Linked DNA regions of Mus musculus: all the other regions are linked to region 3. The links are chromatin contacts, called in public HiChIP or PLAC-seq and promoter capture Hi-C maps. All regions are on one chromosome and are shown on one strand. Each heading gives the region's core, a stretch centred on a gene start, on an enhancer-like site or on the middle of the called end of the contact. The rest is flanking DNA. Distances are from core to core; before and after follow the strand shown. Region 1 overlaps Cyrib (CYFIP related Rac1 interactor B). Region 2 holds the start of Washc5 (WASH complex subunit 5). Region 3 holds the start of Myc (myelocytomatosis oncogene). Region 4 holds the start of Trib1 (tribbles pseudokinase 1).

Region 1 (4,254 bases), core at 1,521-4,020, 2.0 Mb before region 3:
CCAAGACTTCTGTGAGAGTCCCCATTGCCTCTTCTCATTTCTAGGATTTTATGCAAGACCTTTAAAAGTTCCCAAGTAAAGAACTTGTCCCCATGTTCTGTTCTAAAAATCCTTGTCAAAGAATCAGAATAAGAGGGATGGGAGAAGTGGCAGTTGTGTGTCTATATAACTTGCTTATGATATATATGTATATTACACACACACACACACACACACACACACACACACATATATATATATATATATATATATATATATATATATATATATATATATACCTATGACATGGTGAGTATATGTGTGCATGTGTGGTGTACTCATAGTGTGTATCTGCTATGTGATATACCTGTGGGGTATATGATATATGTGTGATGCATGTATGTAGTATGATACATGTATATGGTATGAGTATACATGATATGCATGTGTGTGTGCATGTGTGCTTTCACATTGTGTGTGGTAGGCATGTTGTATATGTTTAAGTGGAATATGTGTATTCATTGTATGTGTGATATGTGCTATATATATGTATGTATGTGGTTTATAGGTGTGTGGTGTGTGTTTCATTTGTTCATGTATATGGTATGTTATGTGTACATGAATTTGTACATGTGTATGGCACGTAATGTGTTATGTGTATGTTGCACTTATATGTGTGCACTGTGTGTGTGTAGTGTGGCATATAGGTATATGTTTGTAGACTGTGTGGTGTGGGTTATACTTATATATGGTGTGTATATGTGTGTGATAAGGTATATGTACATGTGTGCATACACATTTGAAGATATGGCTGTGAGCATGGCTTAGACAGCCTTTCAGTTGGGTCTTCCCTTTCTTTAAGCGTTTGTGATGAGTTTAAAAGGGAATGTTAAAGCATACAACAAGAAGAAGGGGAAGGCACTTGTCCCTGTGAACAGAAGCAGAGCTGGCAAAGCACACGGGGTGACAGCAGCAGACAATGGCCTCCTGAGACAAGGAGGCCCCGCCCCACACCTTTTGTGAATAAAATGAAGCCGGTTAAGTGGCTTCCGGTATTTTCAGAACTCAATGAAAAGCTAAGTGAGAACTCCCCGGCAGCTGAAGATTTGATCCTGGCCAAGGGCGCTCACTCCGCTCCACTCCATCTGGCAGTGAGTGTGTGTAGACGCCCCTCTGCCTCCATTTCAAGCGGAGTGCAGGTCACGTGTCAAGGGGGCTGCTGTTGAACCCTGGTTTTCTGAAAACTCTTTGATGCCTAAGCTTCCGCTCTGAGAGATTGGTTTCCAAGAGTGAGACCTCTGAGGGCACTGTGCATGCTTGCTTTCTTCTCTGTGCAGAACAGAAACCCCAAACAGGAAATGATTCAGGGACAGAATGGCTGAGATCAGTTCAGAGTCAAGTTGAGCTGAACATATTTTTCTGGGACCAGGGTTTCTGTAGCCATCCAGGACTCAGAATCTCAGAGCACAGCATGACCCCACCCCACCCTCTACGACTGAGACTAGGGTGTCCATCCTGATGGTCCTTAGTTACAGATGTTTGGGGCTTTGCCTTCATCTGTGCAACTGTCAGCAAATTATTCTCAGAGCTCCTTCTCCCGCATCTCCATCTCTCCTCTCCCCCCTCTCCCCCCCATCTCCTCCCACCCCCCATCCTTGTGATGGCTAGTGTTATTTTCAGCACTAAGTGAGAGACGGATTTGAGAAACATTGCTGCTGTGCGTCTAACCTGTGACCCATGGGCTGCATGCTGCAAGGGTCGTTTTGAATGTAGCCCAACACAACATTGTAAACTTAACTTAAAATGTGACATTTTAAAAACTCTTACTTCATTTACTTTTTTTTTTCTGAGGCAGGGTCTCACTCTAGTTCTTGATGGTCTGGAACTCACTGTGTACACCTGGCTGTCCTTGAACTCACAGAGATCCACTTGCCTCTGCCTTTTGGGCACTGAGATTAAAGGAATGTGCCTGCATGAGTTTCTGTGTATCACACCTGTGCAGGTACCTGTTGAGACCAAAGGAGGGTGTCAGATTCCTTAGAGCTGGAGTGACGGTTGTAAACTGTTTAGTGCGAGGGATGGGAATTGAATCCTCGTCCTCTGCAGGACCAGTAAGCATCCTTACCATTGAATGATCTCTCCAGTCCAAACGTGAGAAATCTGTGTGATGTTTGTTTTTGTAACTTGATTGCATACGTTTGTTTGTTTGTTTGTTTTCTCCTTGTTTAGTTTTTTTTTTTTTTTTTTTTTTTTTGAGACAGGGCACAAAGCCAACCAACCAAAAACAAAACCCCAAAATTGTGGCTATCCTGAAACTCACTATGGAGACCAGGTTGGCTCTGAACTCAGTCTCCCAAGTAGTGGGATCAAAGGTGTGTGATCAAAGAACTATGCCTGGCACTTCCATAGTTCTTGAGCATGGTCTTTGTAGGTGACAGTCCCATGGTACCACGTGTAAAGATGGGACGCTTTGGCCTGGTCTGTGTAACTGGCACTTACAAGTCGTCCTCTCAGACCATGTTACTAGTATCGGAAGGGAAGACGTAATGGTGACGGCCAGGACTTCCTGGTGGCTTTCGGCGTGCTGCTGTAGCTCGCTTAATCCTTGCTGTCACTCTTCTTACAGGAGAAGACGCCGAGGCCCGGGATCTGAGATCCTTTCAAGGCTACTGCATTGGTAAGTAACAGAGCTGGCATGGGACCCTAGCCACCTGGCTCTAACCCTGCACTGCTCACTCTCACTCTGAAGAAACAACGGAGTGGGTGGGGCAGCGAGCCAGATGTGACTTTCACTTCAGTAGAAGCGTCCCCACCCCATGGAAGTGACAGCACATAACGCATCATCTCCTTGGCCCATGAACGCTGAGCATCTGTAGGCTGTTGAGTCAGACTAGGACTTTAAATAACTAATTTGGAAGTGAGGTGATACTTCTACCTTCCTGCCCCAGGTAACAGTAGCAGCAAAGAGTTCTGAGCCATAGACTCATAGTGTGTAGACATTACCCAAGTCACAGTAGCCCTACCAAGCTCAAATTCACGGGAAGGAAGGACCTTGCCCCCAGTCGTTCTGTGATGAAAGGCAGAGTCAATATTCACACCTGGCTTGCAAGCCGGTTAACCAGCGTAATTTTTGCCCTCTGAGGGCGCCTGTCGTGGGGGAAAACCATTCTCCTTGAGCTCAGGTGCCCCCTGGCTGGCAGGGCACGGGCATTTTCTGTCTTCTTTTCCTGTGCCTCTTGGTTGCCTCACCACATTCCACGTGGCTGGCCAGCTTTGTGGTGATGCGTCAGCATGGTAAGGGGCCCTCAGCACAGTGGCCCATGGCAACCTCTGCTCTGGCGTGCTCTAATGGTTTTAATGTTTTGTTTTGTTTTTTTAATGGAGTTATGTGTGCAGTTAAACACAAATCTTATTCTTTACAGCTGGATAAATGTTTACTATCCTACCCAAGTTAACTGCCCCGAATCAGGAGGCTCAGTATTCCCACCATGCTAGGATGCTCCCTAGAACTGCCTGATGAGTCAGCACTTTATCATGTCTGTGTTTTCAGCTTATACAGATGCAGGCATAGTTGTTCAACAAAGCAAACTGAAGGCAAAACCACCTTAAATAGCATAGGTGGTCATATCATTTCACCCGGCAGGCCTCTGTCTCGGAGTGAGTATGATAGGAGGCCTGGATCTGCTATTCCTTCTGTTAGTCTTTGTTCTCAGTGCCTTTTAAAATTTGAGCATCTCATGCCATCAAGTGTCTCCTGTATTTATAGACTGTAATTATCACACAGCATGCCCCCTACATCCAAACCATCTCTTCCATATGGTGCTTAGCTTAAGACAGTCAGTCCAGTGCTAAAAGAAAGACGATGTTGTATGTCATAAAAGACAGTCGGCCAGTCTTCAGTGTGAGGCCATATGGGATTTTCAAACCATTTTGGAGTTTTCAGTTTTTATATTACATTCTGATGTTAGAGGCTAAACCTGGAGTGAGATGCATTTTATAGAAATCTTACATTTATTATTGAGTGGGGAGGGGACAGTGTCACGGGGACAAAGTTTGGAGCCTGTTCTCTCCGTTGTCCTTTATGTGGGTTCTAGGGACTGAGCTCGGGTCACAGGGCTCGTGTGGAAAGTGCCATTATTTACTAAGCTCGGTGGACAGCCTGTAAGCTGGAATTTTAATACCGCTAGGACTGAAGCGTGAATGAGTGACTGCATTGGGTTCAGTGACCTGGAAGTTTTTGCTGAGATGATACACCGAGCTGATTTGCACAAATAC
Region 2 (3,970 bases), core at 411-2,910, 2.6 Mb after region 3:
TCATCTGTCTGCTAAGGTCTAAATGTTTGGGTCCCCATCCCCACTTTACATACTGAAATCCTAATGTCCAAACTGGTGGTTTTAGAAGATAAGGCCTTTGGCGAGGTGACTAGCTACACCCTCCAGAACATTATTAGTCCCTTATAACGGGTGCTCCAAGGGCTCTCTTGCTTTTCTACCACCCAAGAAAACAGCAAGTGCATGCCATTTACAAGCCAGAAAGCATGCCTTCACCAGACACTGAATCTGATGGTAAGTTGGCCTCGGGAATTCTCAGCCTCTACGACATCAGTTTCTGATGCTTTTGAAACTACATAGATATAGTATTTCATTTATTGACATCTGAACATTCTAACACTATTCCTTGGGGATTGGTTTAACCTAGGGTTTGGAGGTTTAACACCTCCCCCAGGGAACTTCTAACATCACGTGGGGGCATTTTTGACTGTGGCACTGGAGGGGGGTTGGGGGGTGTCACAGACCAGCATCTATGGAATTGATAGAATTCTAGCAAGTACAGTACAGTCTCTCACCACAAGGAATCATCTGAAGACAAAGCGTAATCATCACATTAGTTAAGAAACACTGATTTACACCAACCCCTTCTTGGATCCTCTTTCCAATAACACCGATCTTTTTGTTACCAGTACCTATAGCCTCCAAGACAATCTACAACAAAGTTAAGCACTTCCTGAAGTCTCACCAAGTTATTGGGCTCAGCACACTATTTTGCTTCCCTTATATTCATGAAAGAGTTGCTGTCAAGTTAAGCCAGTTTTAAATAGGAAAACACGTTTCTGCACAGCATTACAGTAGGCATAGAGCAAACCAAAAGTTCGACCGCCTTTAAATCCAAGGTGATCTCATACGACAAGAGTTGAAGTGTCTCCGTTTTCAGCATGCATACACCCTTCTCTCTGAAACCTTCCCTCGCCCACGGCTCCTCCTCTTCCACACGCCTTCTCAGTTCCTAACACACATCTCTACTATATAACTTAATACGGCTAATTGCCGACTTCTACCATTCCTTCATGCTGGGATCTCCTTAAACTGGAACATGCATTAGAAGATATAAAACGTCGCCTCACAAAAATGAAATGAGCAGGACTAAATCCGTTAAGTTACCAAAGTAATAATAAAAACTACTACCATTTCCGGGTCACCACCAACATGCCCGTGCCCAAGAAGGTTGCCTCCCGCCCCGCTTCCCCCCTCTTTTTTCACACCGAGGCTACCACATCCCTTCACCTGCAGAAGTGAAATGGCACCTGTGGCCTTGAGTCCATCTGAGCTACCTGTTCATGCCTCAGTTTCAAAAGTCAGTTCTAAACAGTTTGTTTTGTTTTGATCACATAACCTGTGATCATATGTGAGCATAACCCGCCTCCGTCTAGTTGCTGCGGGTGAAGAGGCTCAGGCCCAGGTCCCCAGAGCACAGAGGGAGGCGACAACGCCGGCTAGACCCCTATCACGGTTCCTCCTGGATCTTACCTGGCTGTCCCACCTAGCTCGGTGATATCTAGCCGAACGTCGCACGCCCAGACCCCGACTCCTTTCCTCAGCCCACTTCTGTGGCTGAAACGACCCGCGCGCGCTCTGCGTCATCACTTGGCGCCCGCGAGCGATCACATGATGCCCGGGCCCGGGCCGCCGCCCCTTGGTCACGTGACGGGCTAGGGACTCCAGGACAGAAACCCGGGTCCCGGCAGCTGACGCTCTGCGGCCCGGGACTCTAGGGGGATCCCTGGGGTGGGAGACGGGGACCGGGGCGCCCAGTCCACGCGGCCAGCGTCGGACGGCTGACAGGTGAGTCGGAGGCGGGCCTGCGGGTTCGAGGTCCATTCCTTCCCCCGTGGGCCACGTCCGGTACTGTCCCCGGAGCCAACGGGAAAACCTAGGGCTTGCAGGGTTGGGGTTGCACGCCTGATGTTCACCCACGCCTTCATGGAAATCGCTCTTGCATGCTTCTTTGAAGCTTTTGGGGTGATGCTCAGCTACTTGGCCCATAGCTGAGCTTGCAAGTTTCTCGGAGCGGTGCCTTGCTAATGTGGCTGATCTTGCACTTACTCTCCAGAAAATCAAGTAGTCACTGGAGTGATGATGGGCGAGAGCGCGCGGGGGGGTGGGGGGGGGGGTGGGGGGGGGAATAAAAGTCCTGTCGCTCACTGTGAGTTTGTGCAAGTCGTTCCTCTATACCCTAGTCTCCCTCACCTGAGACATGGTGCTGTAGTCCTTGTATTGGGGGCAGGTAGTTCTACTGGGTCCTGATTCTTCTATGATAGGAAATTTAAAAGTTGGACTCATAAAAAAAGAAAAGAAAAGTTGGACTCTTGATTTCTATATAGATGAGGGATAGTGAAGGAGTTTTATTATCTCTAACCACAGCCAGGGACTCTTTCCTTAGGTCTGCTGTTCTCACTTGTGGGTTTCATGACCCCTTTAGCAAACCTGTTTCCATAAACGTTTACATTATGATTCTTAACAGTAGCAAAATTATAGTTACTAAGTATCAATGAAAATGATTTTATGGTTGGGGTCACCACAACATGTATTAAAAGGTCAGGAAGGAAAGTTGTCTTAGATGTTAAGAATTAATGAATCAGGACTTGAGAGATGGGCCCAGTGGCTAAGACTGTTTGTTTTTCCTGAGGCCCCGGGTTCAATTCTAAGTACCCATGTGGTGACTCTCAACTATCTATAACTCCAGATCCAGGGGATCCAACACCCTCAGACATCCATGCAGGCAAAACACCAATGGACACAAAATAAATATAATTTTAAAAATTCATGAGTCACATTGGGGTGATCCAGCTTATTCCAGAACTTTTCTGGGACAGCCTCTGTTATGGATTTGAGACTGCTTTCTTTAGGGATCTGAGGTTTTGTGAAAAGAAGAAAAAATCCATCTGCTTTTGTCCTCTACACTTTAATTTTCTAAAGATATTTTGTTCTGTACTTACTGGGTAACAGATGCCATTCTTGAAAACACGTTCCTTTGACAAGGGGTTCTTCCTATTTAAAAAAAAAAAAAAAAAAAAAAAGTTACATGCCAAGATCCTAAAACTAAAGCTGCCATACTTTGTAACCTATAAAGTAATATTAAGAAGGGAATTAAGATCTGTGGTTCTGTTCCGTGCCATTAACAATTCAGTTCAACCCAGAGTTAGAGTACTGGTGTTTGCAAGTGCTCTTTGTATGTGTTGGCTAACTTATGTCTCCTGCTCTCAGTAGTGTATAGACATCATGATAACTGGAGCTCAGGGTTCTGCACTACTGTATCTTCAGATCCTAAAACAGTGCTTGGTCTGCAGCTAAGGCCACACTATTAAATTATTTATCAGTTGAGTGTTAGAAGGCTAATATGAAAGTAGAGGTTGTCATTTTTCAAAACGTTTTATTATTTGTGAATCATCACAAATCACATCATGCATCCCAGTCCCACTTATCTCCTCATCCTCTCACCTTTTGCTCTTACAGCCCCTCCTCCAAAACACACACACAGCATAGAGAAACATCTCATTGTGGAAGCTGTAGTGTGTCTCACAGTATATCCCTCTCTCCACACATTTTCACTTGCAAATGTTCATCACAGTGAGTCATTGGTCTCTGGCCTCTGTGACACCATCAGTGTTGGATCCTCACTGGGACTCCTCCTGGTTATCCTGGTGTTGTTCTGTGGCCATTGATAAAACTTTAATAAGGTTCATCACTCAGAAACCCCAGAAGTATTCTATTTTATTCATCATCTCCCTAACTGTTGATAGCAACACAAAGGGACGTACAAATGTGAGTGCTCCTGATGCTGAAAACGAAGCTGGCTTCCTAGAAGGCGATGGATGACGATGTAGCTAAGTGGGTACAGTTTGTGACTCGCCCCATTTCCTTGCCCATCGTTTGGTTAGGCTGTTGCTTTCTTCGTCTACTTTCAAGATCCTGTGAACATTTCTGAACTCAATCCTCCTGTCCACCT
Region 3 (4,325 bases), core at 252-2,751:
CTTCTACACTCTAAACCGCGACGCCACTGCACCAGAGACCCTGCAGCGATTCAGCACTGGGTGCAGGGCGTCTTCCCTCTCCCCGCCGAGGGTAGCAGCTGTTACGGAACCGCTCAGATCACGACTCACCGCAGTCTTCCTAGCAATTCAGGGGCGCGAGGGATACCCGCGGATCCCAAGTAGGAATGTGAGGATTCCCTCTGGTTTCCCCCAAGTCAACGAATCGGTCACATCCCTGTCCCAATTTTGCTTCTCCTCACTGCGCTAGCCCAACATCAAGTCCTAGTGCCGCGGGGGTCAGGCTTAAATTTTACTACGATCACTATTTTTAAAGCCAAAATAGCAACTTCTTAAAAGGCTCAGGGACGGGTTGCGATCGCCGCCGGGGATTGGCGGGCGGGACGCACCTCCGTGTCGGTCCCAGGCTGTCAGAAATGCACCAAGCTGAAATTTAAATGCCCTCTCAGAGACTGGTAAGTCAGAAGCTACGGAGCCTTCTCGCTCCCAAACGCAAAAGGTAATCCCTTCTCCAAAGACCTCAGGATTCCAAGGGCTTTCTTTGGCCACCACGAAGCGACCTCCCGGTTTGACCCCTCAAAGGACACATATCAATTAATGTAGCAAAGCAAGAATGTCCAACCGGCCGGGTCAGCGTCAGCCCATAGTAACCTCGGGAACCCCGCTTCAAAATGCATCCCGGTTTTTCCCTTCCCCTTTCCTCTGTCATCTTGACAAGTCGCTCTACCCCGACTCAGATCTACCCCAGCCTACCCCAACTACTCTTGAGAAAAGTGTCAAAAGCACAGGAATGGAAGAAAGACTGTCCTAACCGGCCGCTACATTCAAGACGCAGAAAGAACACAGGGAAAGACCACCAGATCTGTGCTTACCGGGGTTTCCAACGCCCAAAGGAAATCCAGCCTTCAAACAGCTCGAGGAGCTCTTTTCAGGAGAGCTGATCGCGGGCAGAGGCAGAGAACACTGTCCCCAAATAGACAAAAATTCCCTCCCCGGAGCCTGGGGAGTCCTGTCCTGGCTCGCAGATTGTAAGTTCCAGTGAGAAGTGTCTGCCCGCTGCAATGGGCAAAGTTTCCCAGCGGCGGCGAGGGTTGCGGCCGCTGATGTTGGGTCAGTCGCAGGGTTGGGGAGAGTGGGCGGCAGGCTCGGAGGCAAAGCCCCTCTCACTCCAGAGCTGCCTTCTTAGGTCGCCCCGGAGCGCGGCTCTGCACACACGGCTCTTCCAACCGTCCGCTCACTCCCTCTGTCTCTCGCTGGAATTACTACAGCGAGTCAGAAAAAAACGCCCGAAAAGCTTCTTTTATACTGCGACTCAGGATCCCTCCCCTCCCTTCTTTTTCCCGCCAAGCGTCGGCGAAGCCCTGCCCTTCAGGAGGCAGGAGGGGAGCTGAGTGAGGCGAGTCGGACCCGGCAGCTGAGAGCAGCGCAGCCCAGGGGTCCTCGGCCGCGCAGACCCCCGGAATATAAAGGGCGGGTGGGCGGGGATTAGCCAGAGAATCTCTCTTTCTCCCTTCCCCACCTCTCTCTATTTTTTTTTCCTCCTCTCGCTTCCCCGCCCTCTGCTTTGGGAACTCGGGAGGGGGGCTAGTGGGGAGCCGGGGAAAGAGGAGGAGGAGCCTCAGCCCCGCAGCCCAGTACTCCGGCTCCGGGGTGTAAACAGTAATAGCGCAGCATGAATTAACTGCGCGCCCGACCATTTTCTCTTGCTCGCGCGCTAGTCCTTTCCCTTTCTGTACGGTTGTTCGGGCGCAGCGCTCGGCTGAACTGTGTTCTTGCCCTGCGTATATCAGTCACCGCAGGTGGAACAGCTGCCTCGCTCCACACAATACGCCATGTACCCTGGACCGCGTCACGCACGTCCCGGGCGGCCAGGCGTCTCTCTAAGGCTGGGGAAAACAGAATTTAGAAAGGGGGAAGGACGAACGAATGAGTTATCTAGGAGCCCCCGCTCAGTGTGTGGAGTGATAGAGGGTGATCAACCGCAGATGAGGTCTATGCAGGAAAAACGATGTCTGGAATTTTATTAAAATTGCTCAGCAACTCACTGCCACGTATACTTGGAGAGCCACTTAGGGATAAACAGCCACTCCATCTCGCGGGGAAGGCATTGTGTATTTTGCCTTTGGTCGTACAGTTATGTTGACTGGGCACATTCTTTCCAGAACGACCCCCCCCCCCAATTTGCTGCCAAAAGGCAGATTCCCCCCCCCCCCCACACACACACTCCAGCACCTCCGGTTCGGACTTCCACCCGGCGGGTGGTGTGGAGGCGGCTCTTTCCCCTGTAGGTCTCCCTGCGCAGTCCAGTAAAGTGGCGGCGGGTGCGCTCTACCCGGCTCCTCCGGGAGGAGTCTCTGCCGGTCTACACCCCATACACCTCCACACAGTTCCAGGGCCACAGTCGGTTTTCACAAGAGGCAAATCCTCTTTGCCCCTGTGGAGCCAGTTTGCAGCAGACTCTGGTTTAGGAGCTGGGGTGGGGAAAATCAAGGCGCTAGACGCGAGAATATGCCATGAATTGGGGGGTTGGGGAAAACCCGGACTTCCCAGAAAGGGGGAGGAGTGAATTGCCAACCCAGATCTGGGGAGCCTGCAGAGACCCTAGAATAAAGAAAACCGTTAACCCCTTCCTCCCAGGACAAACCCAAGCTTTCCCCTTTTATTACTGGAATCGTAATTATGCACTTAAAAAAAAAAGTCGGCCCTGATCAGATCAAAGTAACGTTACATTTTTGCCTTCGTATGTGTGTGTTAAGCTAATTAAAAGCTGATTTTAATTTATACATTAATTTCCCAGTTTCCTTTTTCCTGAATACTACGCTGTGCATTCTGTACAATCCCCAAACGTATACATACACACTTTATATATACACGATAATCTAGCTTATTAACCAACCAGAAACATGAGTCTTTTGCTCTGTGCATTGGTTCTAGATTTATTATATAATGCATATTCCCTCGGGATTTGCTTATCCTACACTTTAAAACCCAAAGAAGTCTTCTTATTCCGGACTCCTCGCCCCAAGGCACTTAAAGAAACCTCTCTCACTGCTACCCGGTTTAAAAAAAAAAAAAAAAAAAAAAAAGAAAGAAAAGAAAATACAGTAGCGTGTATAAGGTGCTCATTGTTCAAAGTTGTTATTAGCCACTGAGTTTGCAATTTAGGATTCAGCTGTTGAATGATAGTATCTTCCTTCATCGAGCTCATTGCACAATTCAGCTTTAAGGATTGCAAAATGACTACAGCCTCTAGGATTTTGCCTCAAACACCAAGAGCCACCAATCCCTAGTCTGCGTTTTGCTGCAGAGACTCTTTCCCCGCCCCCTCACCCCCCACCACCCGGGTTGTGGCTCTCGGATTTGTGAAAGTAAAGTAAGTGTGCCCTCTACTGGCCACAGAGACCACAGCGTTGCGAAGCCAACGAGGGCGGAGGTCGGATGGGGGCAGGGCTGCAGGGTTTCCAGGTTCTGGGAAGATGCTTCCTTGCCTAAGACAAGCTTCCGGTCATCCTTTAAATGACTCTTTTAGGCTGCAAAGGAGGCAAAGGAAGAGAAATTACTAGAGAAAAAAATGGTTCAGAGGTGGCTATTCAGTTGCAAAGAGGGGGAGTAGATGAACCCATCCCTACTTTCTGACAGTCACCCAAAACAGAGCCCTAGTTGTGGATGGGGAAAATGAATGAGTCACAGGTATACAAGTGAAGGAGATCTAACAGAAACGGAAAGGCAATAGAACAAGTTTTAGCACCCATGTCTCACACCTTTGTCGTGTTGTAAGCTGGACGTGTCAAAGCAGAGCATTGAATTTTACTGGGCAAAAGGAGTCAGAATGCAAGGCAGGAGCATTAGCTTATTATTGCCTTGTTTTATTATTATTATTATTATTATCATTATTATCATTATTATTATTTTGGGGTTTTTTTTTTGAGAGAGATTCTCACGACTATTCTTTGCTAGCCTGAAACTCACACAGTTTTATTAGTTTTGTATAACTGTTTTTCCTCTTCCTCTTCTTTATAAAAGATCTTATGCATCCCAGCACATATCCCACCACACCTGGCCTTATGCCTCGATAAATGAGAATGGAATCCCGGGTGGGGAGGGCATGCTATGTGAGCCCTCTAGCAACTAAACTGAATCTTGAGCCTCCAAATTTTGCTTTTATGTTCTTAAGGATGCTCACCCTCAGCCCGACTGCTTACGAATTGGGTGGTTGAACTATATTAGTGAAGAGAAAGAGTGAGATTCCTTTGCCAAAATATTTTAGAGAGCCATTTTATTAAAAGGTTGGAATTTTAGGTAGGCGT
Region 4 (4,114 bases), core at 392-2,891, 2.3 Mb after region 3:
CAGTGGGGCTCTCAATGGCCCAGAGATGGGGTGTCCGGCTCACGAAGAGCACACTGCGAAGCAGTCCTGGGCTACGCGCTCTCCCAGACCGGCCATCCTGTATCTAGTTGTACTCCTGTTAATGTTGCAATGAAAATCGCCGGCTCAAACTAAAGCAAGTGGAAGCGAGCCTCTGGAAGTTTTCCAATACTCCGATGCTGGCCAGAAGCCTTCCCACGCTTAAGACCACCCCATCCCAACACTTCCTGGGGTGGGCTGTATGCTGGTCCCAACAGGAGTTCAAGCCCAGAAACCCCTAGGTAAAAAGAAGCCCGACTTGGTCTATACAGAACCCATGCCGCGAGCCTCGCGCAAAGAGCTTGCCAGTTGCTCCAAGTCCCGAGGAGGCACACACTGCAGGGCGTCCTTCCAGGACAGGGGGAGGAGGGGGATGAGAGCAGGGCAATGGCATGGCCCTGGAACCCATTGCAATTCCAAACTTAAATGGAACGCCACGCGCTAGCAATACAGAGCGCCAAAGAAAAGAACAGAGATAAAAGAACTGAACCCTGCACTTCCTCTAGACCGCCTAACCCTCACCAAAAAACACTCCACAGGAAAGCACTCAACCTCCAAAAACACGAAGCTGACCAAAATACCCTCCTTATCCAACTAAACGCCCTTATCTGCTCTGCCAAACCCAAGCGCTGGCGGGACTGTGATCCCGGTGGGCCGGAACCTAGGCACTTCTGTGGACGATCCAGACCCGCAACCTCCGCCCCAGGATGCTTACCTTGCAGCGCAGCTCGCGGCCGGTGTGGATGCACAGTGCCCGGGACACATGCTCGCGCTCAGCTAGGGGTAGCAGCAGGTAGTCGGCGATTCGGCTGGGCCCGGGTGAGCTCACACAGCTGCCGCCGGTCCCCTGCGTGGAGGGCGGAGGCTGAGGGCTGCAGGGCGAGCCAGGGGGACTGAGGTAGTCGGGGGGACTCGAGCACTCAGAGAGGCGCGGACACTTGGCCGCCACTGCCCCCGCGTCGTCCGTGTCCAGCAGGCGTTTGGCCGGGGTTCCCCGGGCAGCCGGAAACAGTAGACCCGGACCGCGGGGCTGCGAGGCGCCGCTCAGGGCAAAACGCACGGGACCGACCCGCATCGCGGCCCTGGCCGGAGCGGCCCCGGCTTTGTAAATCCCTGGATCTGCGCTGTGACTTCTTCCAGTCGGCGGGATGGAGTTTGCAGATAGAGCTTGGATCGGTCCCCAAGAGGAGCCGTTCCAGGACGCTGGCGTTGTCCACCAGAACCACGTTGGCCACGCGTCCAAGGGTGGGAGGCCGGCTAAGGTCTCCAGACCCCCACAGGCACCAGGTCTGGGCGCCTCGTTGGCGGTGGCCGCCGCTATTGTTGCCGAGGCTGTGGATAGTCCGGGACGTGGAGACGGCCCGAGTTCCCGGGTGTTGAGCCTCGAGGACAGGATTCCACAGGCTCCTCGGCTTCTCCGAGCAAACGCACTTCCCAAAGCAATTAGTCTGGCGTAAAAGCCGGTACAACTTTTCCGCGCCGCTCGGAATCCTGCGCGCTCCTGGGCTCCAGGCGTGTGAGCGAGCGAGACGCGCTCCAGGAGAGAGAGAGAGAGTGACCGACTATGAGTGTGTGTGCCGCACTGATCCCGGCCAGTGCACTCCTTCTCCTTTTCCTCCACCTCCTCCGCCTCCCGGTGACTCACGCTGTATACACACACACACTCACAGCCCGGGCTGTGTAAACAGTTGGGAAGCCGGGTTGTGCAATGAGGTGGCTGCGACGACTCCGGCCCCGTCGCCCGGCTTGCAGTCACCGGAGCGGAGGGAGGAGACTAGGGGGGAGGGGAGGTGGAGTTGGAGGCTGGAACTGTAAGGGGTGGCTGGAGGCCTGGGGATGCTCCTGACCGCGCGCGCCGAGGCGCAGGTGGGAACGTCCTGGGACGCCTTGGGCGCGCGCACACGCCCCCCGGGTTGGGCTGGGCAGCAGGCTGCGCGCGCCCCACCGCAGGCCCGCGGGCCCGTAGCCCAGGGAGGGGGCGGAGGCAAAGCTCCCGTGACGTCAGGTTCCCGGGGAAGTGGGCGGGAGGGGCGGGGCAGCAGGGGCGAAACGACCGCTGATTGGTGCGCGCGCATCATTCACACAACACAATGGAGCACCGAGCTCCCGGCGGCCGCGCGCGCACCTCCTGGCTGCGCACCGGCAGCTGGCTGAGACCCAGTGGTCACGCCTTTATCCTAGTGGGTCCCCCCCTCCCCGCCGTTCTGCACTTTGGGGAGCTCCCGGTGGAGCTGTGGGCGCCGTCGAGTCGCGGCTGCAGCCGGAGGAAGGGGCGAGAGGAAAGGTGATGAATTCCATTATCAGTCATTCACCCCCACGCGGTAGTTCCGGGGAAGACCTGTGCGTGGTAGTGAATGTGGCTTTTTTTTTCTTCCCCTCTTTTCCTGCCCCCTCCCAACTCTAATCCCCAGCGTCTGTTCGCTTCCACAAATAGAACCTTCTGTTGGATGAAATAAAAGCAAACACTGGGCCTTCTGCTCTGCCTCCACCTCCACGCCCCTCCCGCGCCTGCCGCCCGCCCGGATTGCACGGAAATAGCCTCTCCAAGCTCCTGGGCCGCCCCTTCGCGGTGACTCGCCGAAAGAGCTTCCTGAGCTCCGGCCGGTGGGAAACAAAGGATGTGGGGAACTGGCGGAAGGGGCCCACGTGGCTGGCGCCAGATTCCTGTCCCCTCCCGCCTGCAATGCGCGCCCGAGGGTCTAGGGCGCCAGTGCGGCCAGGAGTATTGGATACTGGGGTACGGGTCATTCTATTCACTGCCAGGGATACCATCTGCACGCGGACAAGGTCGCATGTATACTTTCATATAGTTTGAGTTGTGTGCTCTTGAAACTGGCTGACCTTGCTCCCTGGAAACAGCTTGCAGTCACATTTTGTGTTGCTGGGTTTTGTTTGGTCCCCCCCCCCCCCACTTCTTTCGCAAACCAGGTCAGTTTGGAGTCTCTGGATCCTCACTTAGCATAGATGCCTATTATCAAAATCCTTTCTTGCAATTATGCTGAATAATTAATTTTCTAAAACCAGGTCAAACCCAAGAATAAATCCTTTTCATCATTAATTCTCCAGTCATTCAACAAACGCTAATTAAGCATCTCCAAGGGTTAGTTAGGCGCTGGGGATTAGGAGACTTAAATTGAGACAGTAATGATAATTGGCATCAGTTGTGGCCCAGGGGCGTGCGGGCTCCTTACTCTGATTATTTTGCATACGTTATGAACTTTAGTTTTACACTCACTTCATAGGGTTACATTTTGCTCCATTTGATTAAAAAAAAACAAAAAACGGAAGCCTAAAACCTTTAGCTTCCTTGCTGTGATTCAAAGGCGACGGGAAGCAGTCCATAGTCCGTAGGGGAAGCTTCTCCGGCACTCTTGTAGACTCAGAGGAGACCACAACTTGCAAAGAAAGGAACTGTTAGGGAGGCCTCCATAGGGTTATGCGAACTGCCCAGAGGAAATCCGTGTACGGAACAGCAGCTTGGCTAGGAGAGGGAGCTGAATCTTGACAGGTTATCGGGACTAAGTATGTTTAGGAAGTTGCACTAGACCCTGAGGTTTTTTGTCCTACCTGATAAGATTCTCTCCTGAAGGAATCTTAGGATGTACTGAGCTGCCCGCTGGGCCTGTTACTGGACAATGAACCCAACCAATACTGTGATGAGTTATCTTAACCTGAATGCTGTATGTACCTCCTCCCCCTTTGTTAGCCTCTTCTGGGAGATACATCACCACAAACCACCGTTGCCATGACACCTCAGCTAAACATGTGCCCCGTCCTCCTCTGCTCAGCTCCCTGGGATGGCCTTCACAAACTCACTGAGTTTTGGGGTTTTTGGTTTGGTTTGAGTTGGGTTTTTTTTTTTTTTTTTTTTTTTTTTTTTGCCCAGTATGACCAGTGGGAGGCTCTGGAAGACCATGAGCAGGTGGGAGGCAGAGGAGAGTTACCAGGAGACATCTTTCTCCCTGCTTGGGCATTCAGCTATAGCAACCTCTCTGTGTGATGATTTCCTGGACAGCCACGCTTCTCTTTGAGACTAGATTTTTCTCCCTGATTGCTG

The links. HiChIP or PLAC-seq counts read pairs in DNA pulled down with a chosen protein or histone mark. Capture Hi-C pulls out chosen DNA fragments and counts their contacts.
Region 1: a contact with region 3 is called in an H3K4me3 HiChIP or PLAC-seq map of pro-B cells, with 4 times the contacts expected there. The contact joins the enhancer-like site here to the promoter of Myc in region 3. A contact is called at or near these places in 3 of 39 promoter capture datasets (cranial neural crest, embryonic stem cells and pre-B cells), 3 of 115 datasets of contacts at active chromatin or transcription factors (embryonic stem cells, large pre-B cells and pro-B cells) and 1 of 9 other capture datasets (embryonic stem cells).
Region 2: a contact with region 3 is called in a promoter capture Hi-C map of liver, with 5 times the contacts expected there. The contact joins the promoter of Washc5 here to the promoter of Myc in region 3. A contact is called at or near these places in 1 of 39 promoter capture datasets (embryonic stem cells) and 1 of 9 other capture datasets (liver).
Region 4: an H3K27ac HiChIP or PLAC-seq map of thymic regulatory T cells shows a contact between it and region 3, with 6 times the contacts expected there. The contact joins the promoter of Trib1 here to the promoter of Myc in region 3. A contact is called at or near these places in 2 of 39 promoter capture datasets (hippocampal neurons and liver) and 2 of 115 datasets of contacts at active chromatin or transcription factors (astrocytes and thymic regulatory T cells).

The regions. Positions count from the first base shown.
Region 1 is chr15:64,020,972-64,025,225 of GRCm38.p6, reverse strand. Cyrib (CYFIP related Rac1 interactor B) reads left to right here. Exons shown (of 13, transcript NM_001360036.1): 2 at 2,606-2,656. Among named protein-coding and RNA genes, the nearest start is that of Gm25628, 2.8 kb to the left of the region's middle. Within about 2 kb of position 2,770, at least 98 of the 459 cell types and tissues checked have an H3K27ac peak or open chromatin away from gene starts, as enhancers often do. A contact at or near this core is called in pro-B cells, where this site is marked.
Region 2 is chr15:59,371,877-59,375,846 of GRCm38.p6, reverse strand. It overlaps Washc5 (WASH complex subunit 5), which reads left to right and starts at 1,660. Exons shown (of 29, transcript NM_153548.3): 1 at 1,660-1,806. Nsmce2 (NSE2/MMS21 homolog, SMC5-SMC6 complex SUMO ligase) reads right to left here and starts at 1,649. Exons shown (of 7, transcript NM_026746.3): 1 at 1,492-1,649.
Region 3 is chr15:61,982,517-61,986,841 of GRCm38.p6, reverse strand. Myc (myelocytomatosis oncogene) reads right to left here and starts at 1,501. Exons shown (of 3, transcript NM_001177352.1): 1 at 891-1,501.
Region 4 is chr15:59,646,181-59,650,294 of GRCm38.p6, reverse strand. It overlaps Trib1 (tribbles pseudokinase 1), which reads right to left and starts at 1,641. Exons shown (of 3, transcript NM_144549.4): 1 at 773-1,641. The coding sequence starts at 1,132.